Regions from separate parts of the Mus musculus genome. Here region 2 is linked to region 1. The links are chromatin contacts, called in public promoter capture Hi-C maps. All regions are on one chromosome and are shown on one strand. The core of a region is the stretch at or near the end of the contact, and the rest is flanking DNA. Distances in the headings are between cores, read along the strand shown. Region 1 has its middle 3.4 kb from the start of Gm33831. Region 2 holds the start of Ppp1r3b (protein phosphatase 1, regulatory subunit 3B).

The links. Promoter capture Hi-C pulls out the DNA fragments that hold promoters and counts their contacts.
Region 2: a contact with region 1 is called in a promoter capture Hi-C map of pre-B cells, with 2.5 times the contacts expected there. The contact joins the promoter of Ppp1r3b here to the enhancer-like site in region 1. A contact is called at or near these places in 4 of 39 promoter capture datasets (the 3T3-L1 cell line, embryonic stem cells, pre-B cells and 1 more) and 2 of 9 other capture datasets (embryonic stem cells and liver).

What each region holds. Positions count from the first base shown.
Region 1 is chr8:34,388,489-34,391,844 of GRCm38.p6, reverse strand. No RefSeq gene overlaps it. Among named protein-coding and RNA genes, the nearest start is that of Gm33831, 3.4 kb to the right of the region's middle. Within about 2 kb of position 1,519, at least 2 of the 459 cell types and tissues checked have an H3K27ac peak or open chromatin away from gene starts, as enhancers often do. A contact at or near this core is called in pre-B cells, where this site is marked.
Region 2 is chr8:35,374,815-35,378,170 of GRCm38.p6, reverse strand. It overlaps Ppp1r3b (protein phosphatase 1, regulatory subunit 3B), which reads right to left and starts at 1,509. Exons shown (of 2, transcript NM_001364452.1): 1 at 1,418-1,509.

The DNA of each region.
Region 1 (3,356 bases), core at 270-2,769:
TTCATGGTGCTTCATGAATGTGGAAGATGGATCTAGCAGCGTGACTGTTGAAAGCCAGGGGTTAAAGCCCTCTAAATTAGCCCAATAAAGCCATTAAAATGGAGACGATCTGTCCCATATGTTATTGGCCACAGTGTTGGGCCGAATTAATTATTGCATGAGCCAACAACTAATGGGGGCTGAGAGTTGAGTGTGTAGTTTGATCTAGATGCGTGCGATACATAGGGGAGTGAATGGGACAGAGAGAGCCAGCCTCACAGAGAGCAGCAAGTCCTGGAGGGACCTGAAGAAAACAGCATCTACCCTTCGTCCTCCCGTACTAGAAGAAAGCCATGTTCCTGGATGTCTTGGTCTTGTCCCTTCTTCCTTACTCCTGTAGAAAGCTCTGCAGCAATGTTTTGCTCTTCCGCCTGAGCTCTGAGGAAGGAGGAACGAGTCTGCATGCCCTGACCATGGTGGGCCTGGGGTAGCTCTATTTCTACCTAGCTGTTGGAACTCTCAGCTACATGAAGGCATAGGATGAGGGACGAAGAGTGTGGCCCGGTGGTAGGCTGCTTTCTTAGCATTATGCCAGGTGCTAGGAAGACATCCCCCCCCCCACCCTGCACTGCAAAAGAGAAAAGCAGCAATGAAAAGGGAATAAGGTAGGTTCCTGGGCAGAGCTAAGAAGCCGTAGATCAGGTAGGTTCACAGATAGAGCTAAGAAGCGATAGATAGGCCTTCCAAGCTTGCTGGAGTGTTGTGTGCTTCTTTCAGTATTTTCAGGGTATGACACATAAATGGTCCCAGGGAAATGCCTTTCAGTGGGATAGCAGCCTCCTTACATGATTAGTATATGCAAATGAAAGAAACTACATTAACGTTACAGTCAAAGCTTTCCTTCTTAGACCGCACAAGGTTCTGGGTAGCTCTTGGGGTTTGAGTTCATGCAGACCCAACTCTGTCCCTGATGGGAGCTGTTGCCACTGCTGGAAAGTGGGGACAGACGTGTCACCACATCCCCCCACTGTGGGCAGATGGAGGACAGTGACATTTGTGCTTCTTTCTCATCCCAGGTGCTGAATAAATGCCAATTCTCTTCCTTCTCCCTGAACTGTGGGTATCATTGGTCTCCGTACAGCCCTAATCATAATGGAAAGAATTGCACAGTACAGCAAGAGCCTATGAAGAGATATTCTCCTTCACAGACATGGGTTGAGGCCCACCCAGAAAACTGACATGGAGTGGTTGTAAAGAAATTAAGATCAGCACACACTGACAAGTATTAGTACCGAGAGCAGCCAGTTTTCAAATGTCCCTACAAAATGTCAAGTGCGTTAGATGCATGGCTGTCTTTCCCATCCATTCTTGGAAGAAAAAAAAAGAAAGGGGGAAGAAGGGAGGAGAGGAGAGAGGGGAAAGGAGGAAGGAAGGAAGGGAGAGGGAGGCATAACAGTTCTAGGCAGAGACCAAGGAAATTCTTTACATCCTGTCTCGTGACTTCATGCACACCGCTTAATGTCCAGTGAGTGCTATTTTACACACACGTGGACATCTAGCTCCAACTGTCAAAACAAGGTGCTGTCCCTCAGGACTTAAAGCATGCATGCTTTGTGCTCATTGAAGAAGGATGTTTCCAGAATTATGGGCTGGTTCCGTCATGCGAGGCCTGTGTGGTCTGGGAGCAGGATGGCAAAAGGGAAATGTCTCAGTCACAGCTCTCTGCAAGAGTCCTTCCAGACAGCAAACGCAAGGAGTGCACAGGAAGACCTTCAGGCAGGGGGATCCTCTGCCTTCCTGGAGCCCTTTCTAGGCTCCAGGCACCAGATAATCGAATCCCCACGCATGGAACTATGGGAATCCTCAGTTCACTGCGCGATAGAGAACAACTCTATATAAGAGAGTTTCAAGGTGAATCATGGTTCCGAGAAGATCTGCAACTCTGCTGGGGTTATGCAGCAGGATGGCTTCCTTGCTAGGCAAAAAAAGTAATTTCCAGCCTCAGATGCGGAGGGAATCTCTGTCAAGGGCAGGGAAGCTTCTACCTGGTCCACTCCCTCCCTTGCTCGCTCCATCATCTCCAATTTTCTCACTCACCTGCCAGAAGCTTCCTCTGCAACTAAGCTCAGCCACCCAAATCCATGATAGACTGGACCACAAACATCTCCTTTACAAAGGGCTGAAGTTCAGTGGGGTGTGGTGGGCTGGGCCTGTAATCCCAGGACTCAGGAGGCTAAGGCAGGAGGACTATGAGTTCAAGGCAGGCTTGAGATACACAGCAAGTTCCAGGATAGCCTGGGATACATACTGAGAGTCCATCTTGAAGAAGGAGCAAAAAGAAACATATTCCAGGCTTGGTGTTAACATCAGCTATAATCTCAGCACTGGGAGGCAGAGGCAGGAAGGTGGAGAGCTGGAGACCGCTGGAATACATAGTAACTTCTGGAACAAGCTGAAGTAAATAGGAAACCCTAAGCCAACCTTAGCTACATATCAGAACCTTGCCTAAAAGGTGGAGGGAAGGCTGGAATGAAGCTTCCCTTGTAAGCAGAAAGACCTTTGATCCCCAGAACCCACATTAAACCCATTGAGGCTTGTTAGTACCTACTTGCCATCCTAGAAAGTGTGGGGAAGAAACAGGTGGATTCCTGGGGCTTTCCGGCCGGCAAACCTAGTCTACCTGGTGAGTTCCAGGTAGACTAGAGATGAGAGGTCCTGTCTCAAAACAAAAAAACAATGAAACAAAACAAGAAAACAAAGTGTTCAGGCTCTATGGGAAAAGGTGCTTGCTGCCAAGCCTGGCAAGTTGGGTTCAATCCCTGGGACAAACGAGGTGGAAGGAGAGAACCAACTCCTGCAAGTTGTCCTCTGGCCTCCGTACAAACATGCATGTGCATGCACACACACAAGGAAATAAATGCAATGGCACTTTAAGAACAACAGCCAAGGTTGTACTTTTTGGGCCTCCACATGCATACACACACATGCTATGGACCATACATGCACACACACACACACGCACACGAACACACACACACACAAATGTCTACGAGGCTCTGCTTCCTGTTTTGCTTTCTTCCTTTCTATTCCCTCTCAGAATTCCAACCGTACAGTCTGCAGCCACTTCCAGCACAGAGCCATCAGCACTGGCAGGGCCTTCGCCATATTTGGACAATGAATTTACAAAGCATATGGGGTGACAATGTTCTTTAATGAGGCACAGTCCTGCAGGGACCAGTTCAGTATCACAGCGAAATTAATATGCAGATTAGAAATATGTGAAAGCTCTTTGCATGCAGTAGTGAGGACCCATAAAGAACCAGACGTTAAACAAATGGGTGCCAGGATTGCATCAACAGAAAAGCCCAAGTGAAGAC
Region 2 (3,356 bases), core at 260-2,759, 990 kb before region 1:
ACAGGTGCTTGAGGAAACATCTTCACAGCCACACACTCGTGTATGTACTGAAGTCCTTATTCTGTCTCCAACACTGCCCCAGGCTTTCCTTCTACCGAGGAAACAGGCAGTAGCAGAGACCACCGATGCACATTTGAGCCGGTAAAGCGACACAGGACCTGGACACAGTTGCAGGACAGGATCCCAGGAGCCTAAGGAGCTGTTTCCCAAGAACAATCACACACCCTGCTTTCACGTGGGTGCCTCAGAAGTCAACTGCCTCTGAAGAGAGCTTGGGCCAGGTTTGGGACGCTTGCAGAAATACCTTCTGTGTCCTACTGAAATAATGTGGTCTTTCAAGATGCTGCCAGCCTTAGAAGGCCAGTAATATTTCTTTTAAGCTTGACAAGTCTGAACAGAAAAACAAAAACAAAAAACCAAAAAAAAAAAAAAAAACCAAAAACCAAAAAAAACAAAAAACAAAACAAAACAAAACAAAACAAAAAAAACCAAAACCCACAACCTGCCTAGCTTCAGGCAGTTGAGCGACTGAGTTTCTGACTGAGACCTTCTTTCTGCAACTCTTCCTCGCTGATGTCAAAACCAAGTTAACAATAACCCACCGCAACACTACATTAGATAAATATCCTCAACCAATTCAAGACACCACCATCCACTCCTCCCCCCCCCTTTCAGCAAATCTCGGTTCTCTCCCCAAATGTCTAGCTGATACTTTTATATGTATGAAGTTGACATTGGCCCCCTTTTGTATACAGACCCTAATTATTACAGTTTTAATGTATACACCCCTCAATCCTTGAAGAGAAATGTTTTTGAATAGGGCCGCATAATGAGCAGTCAGGTAGCTTTGAATGAGGCAGCCCACACCAGCTAATAAGGGCCAAAGACAGCAAGAAGCTCAGGCCTAAGAAGGCCTCTGCCCAGCTGAGCTTTAACAAACGAAGAACTCTCCGGGTTTAAGGGTTTCTTCTGAGGTCACTTGCAGCTTTGACCTTCAAGGTTGCTAATAGGGCCCCGATGCTTCTCTTTCTACTAACTTTCCCCTAAATGGCCCTAGTTTACTTCAGCTGTCTCTACTTTCTCCCTGGCTCCTGGACGTTCTTGCCAAAGGGACCAGTTCCTTCCCTGCCTAGGCTGAAGAAGCCTTTCTTTCTCCTGGACCCGCAAGCTGAGACAGGGCCACATTCCAGCAACTCTGCAAGTTCCCCCACTCAAGTCTTTTTCAACTTTCTCTGTTTCCCCGTGGGCCTGCCATCCCCTGTTCTGAAGCTGCCGTCCGGTTCAGAGCCTCTCCTCTGGGTTCAAAACGGTAGCTGTGAACAAGTCCCTGGGGGAAGGTCAGCGAGTCCCCATCCCACCAGACACAGGGTGTGCCTGCACCCGCCCTCGCCCCAGCTTAGACTGGGTCTGCACCTACCTCTCCCGGCGGCGCCGCAGCCGGGGCCGCTGCTCGCTGGCCTCATGGGAGAGCCTGAGAGAAGTGTCAGGGTTGATTGCTGCCACTGAACTACGTGAGCGTCGGGGTGTCCCGGGGGTAGGGCCTGGGCTTAGTTCCCGGAGACGAACAAGGAGGAGGAGCCCAAGTTATCACATCAGGGCGGGACCTGGCGGCGGGACAGCCCAGATGGGGGCAGCGCCTCGCGAGCACCCCCACGCGGGCTGCCCCGTTCCCGGGTGGAGCTCGCCTCGAGCCCATTGCCTTCCGAGACCCGAGACGACACAGCGTGTGCCTCTTGCCTGTGTGCAGCAAAAGGAGATCTGAACCTAAGTGGGGAGTAGTAGGGACTGGTCCGCACTACTTGATGGAGTCAGGGCTGGGACACGGGTTTCTCGCGTCTATTTCGTAACGGGAAACTGAAGCCCCGGGAGCTTGTATTTGGACTCCAGATTCTGCCACAAAAAACTAGAATTATCTTCCAAAGTGTCACATCTCAGGTTGGGGATGTGCCACGTTAGGACTCGAGACATCCTTTCTGTTCAGGACACGTTTCGCAGGCTAACTCGCTTAGGGATCTCGGGGGTCCCCTCTAGGCTCCATCCCAGCTCCGGTGCCTGAGATGTTTCTGCACGCTGAAGCGACAAGCCACCCGAGCCCAGCTAGGGGATTCTACTACCTGGGAGTCAGTGTTAGTGGGACAAATGGTAAGTGTCGGAGAACTCCCCCGCGTGCCCCTCACCGCAGATTTCCTGGCTCTGGACCTTGAACTAGAGGCTTGAGGAGGTACGTACCCGGTACCACTCTTGAGTACGGAGGGGAGACCCTTCAGCCCGCCCCACCATCTGAGCTGGGTGACAGTGACAGCAACCACGACGGCAAAAGTGGGGCAGGCACTCGGCTTGGTCCACGCAACAGCAGCCCTCTCACCTGCTCACTGGATTGCAGCACTCTGGATTCCAGCTCCAGCAATCTGTGGCTCACTTTAACTTTCCAGCCACCTCTCCCCACTAAGGGTGCTATCCAAGACCACCTTACCCCCACCCCCACGTGAACGCAGGACTCAGCCAATGAGCTTCCGGGACATGAGCCGCAGACCAATAGCTACACTTGGGGCGAACAGCACTCTACCACGTGATCTGCAGTGTGTGGCGAGTGACAGGGCTGGAGTCCAGGATCTGGGAAGGGGACAGCGGGTCACAATTTCATCAGGAACCGGGGTACCCATGCCAAGGGGTGGAGGCGATTTCCTACGGTAGAAGGTCCGGCTGTAGAGAGACGGACTGAGGAGCACAGGCTGTGTGCAAAGTTCCCCACTGCTAACAAAGTTCTAGCTAGATGGTAGACTCCCAAGTGTGGAAGGCAGTGTTGTCTTTCCTTTGGCCCCTCCTTCTCCCGCCCTCTTAGGACAAAAAGCCCCAGGGTTCACAGATGGCCATGACCTTCTCAGAATGCCCAGAAGCAAGTGTTCTCTCCCCATTTTGATTTTATCTGCAGCAGTAGTGTCCCAAGCATTCACTGGATCTTGCTTTTGTGGCTGTTACTCTAGCAAAATCTTTCCCTTAGCGATGTTATCTGGCAGAAGAGCATGACTCTCATGCTCACAGTACTGCACAGGTGAGAGAGGATTAGTAAGGTGGGTGTGTTTAGGAAACAGCCTGACTTCGGTCCATACAGTAGCCTGGAGTTCTATACAGGGTCTGAACACTTTAGGAAACAAGGATTCCTCTTGGGAAACCTATGGCCCTGAGCAGCCACTTGAGTGAGGTAGGCTCATGGTTTTCTACCTTTAATGACTAGTGAAAATTTGGGAAGTTGCTAATTGATACAGGATTGCCAACTTTACAAAGTGTTAAGTCAACACACTAAAACAAACAAATCTACCACCCGCCCTTTCTGTTTTGAAACAGCCTCTTATTAC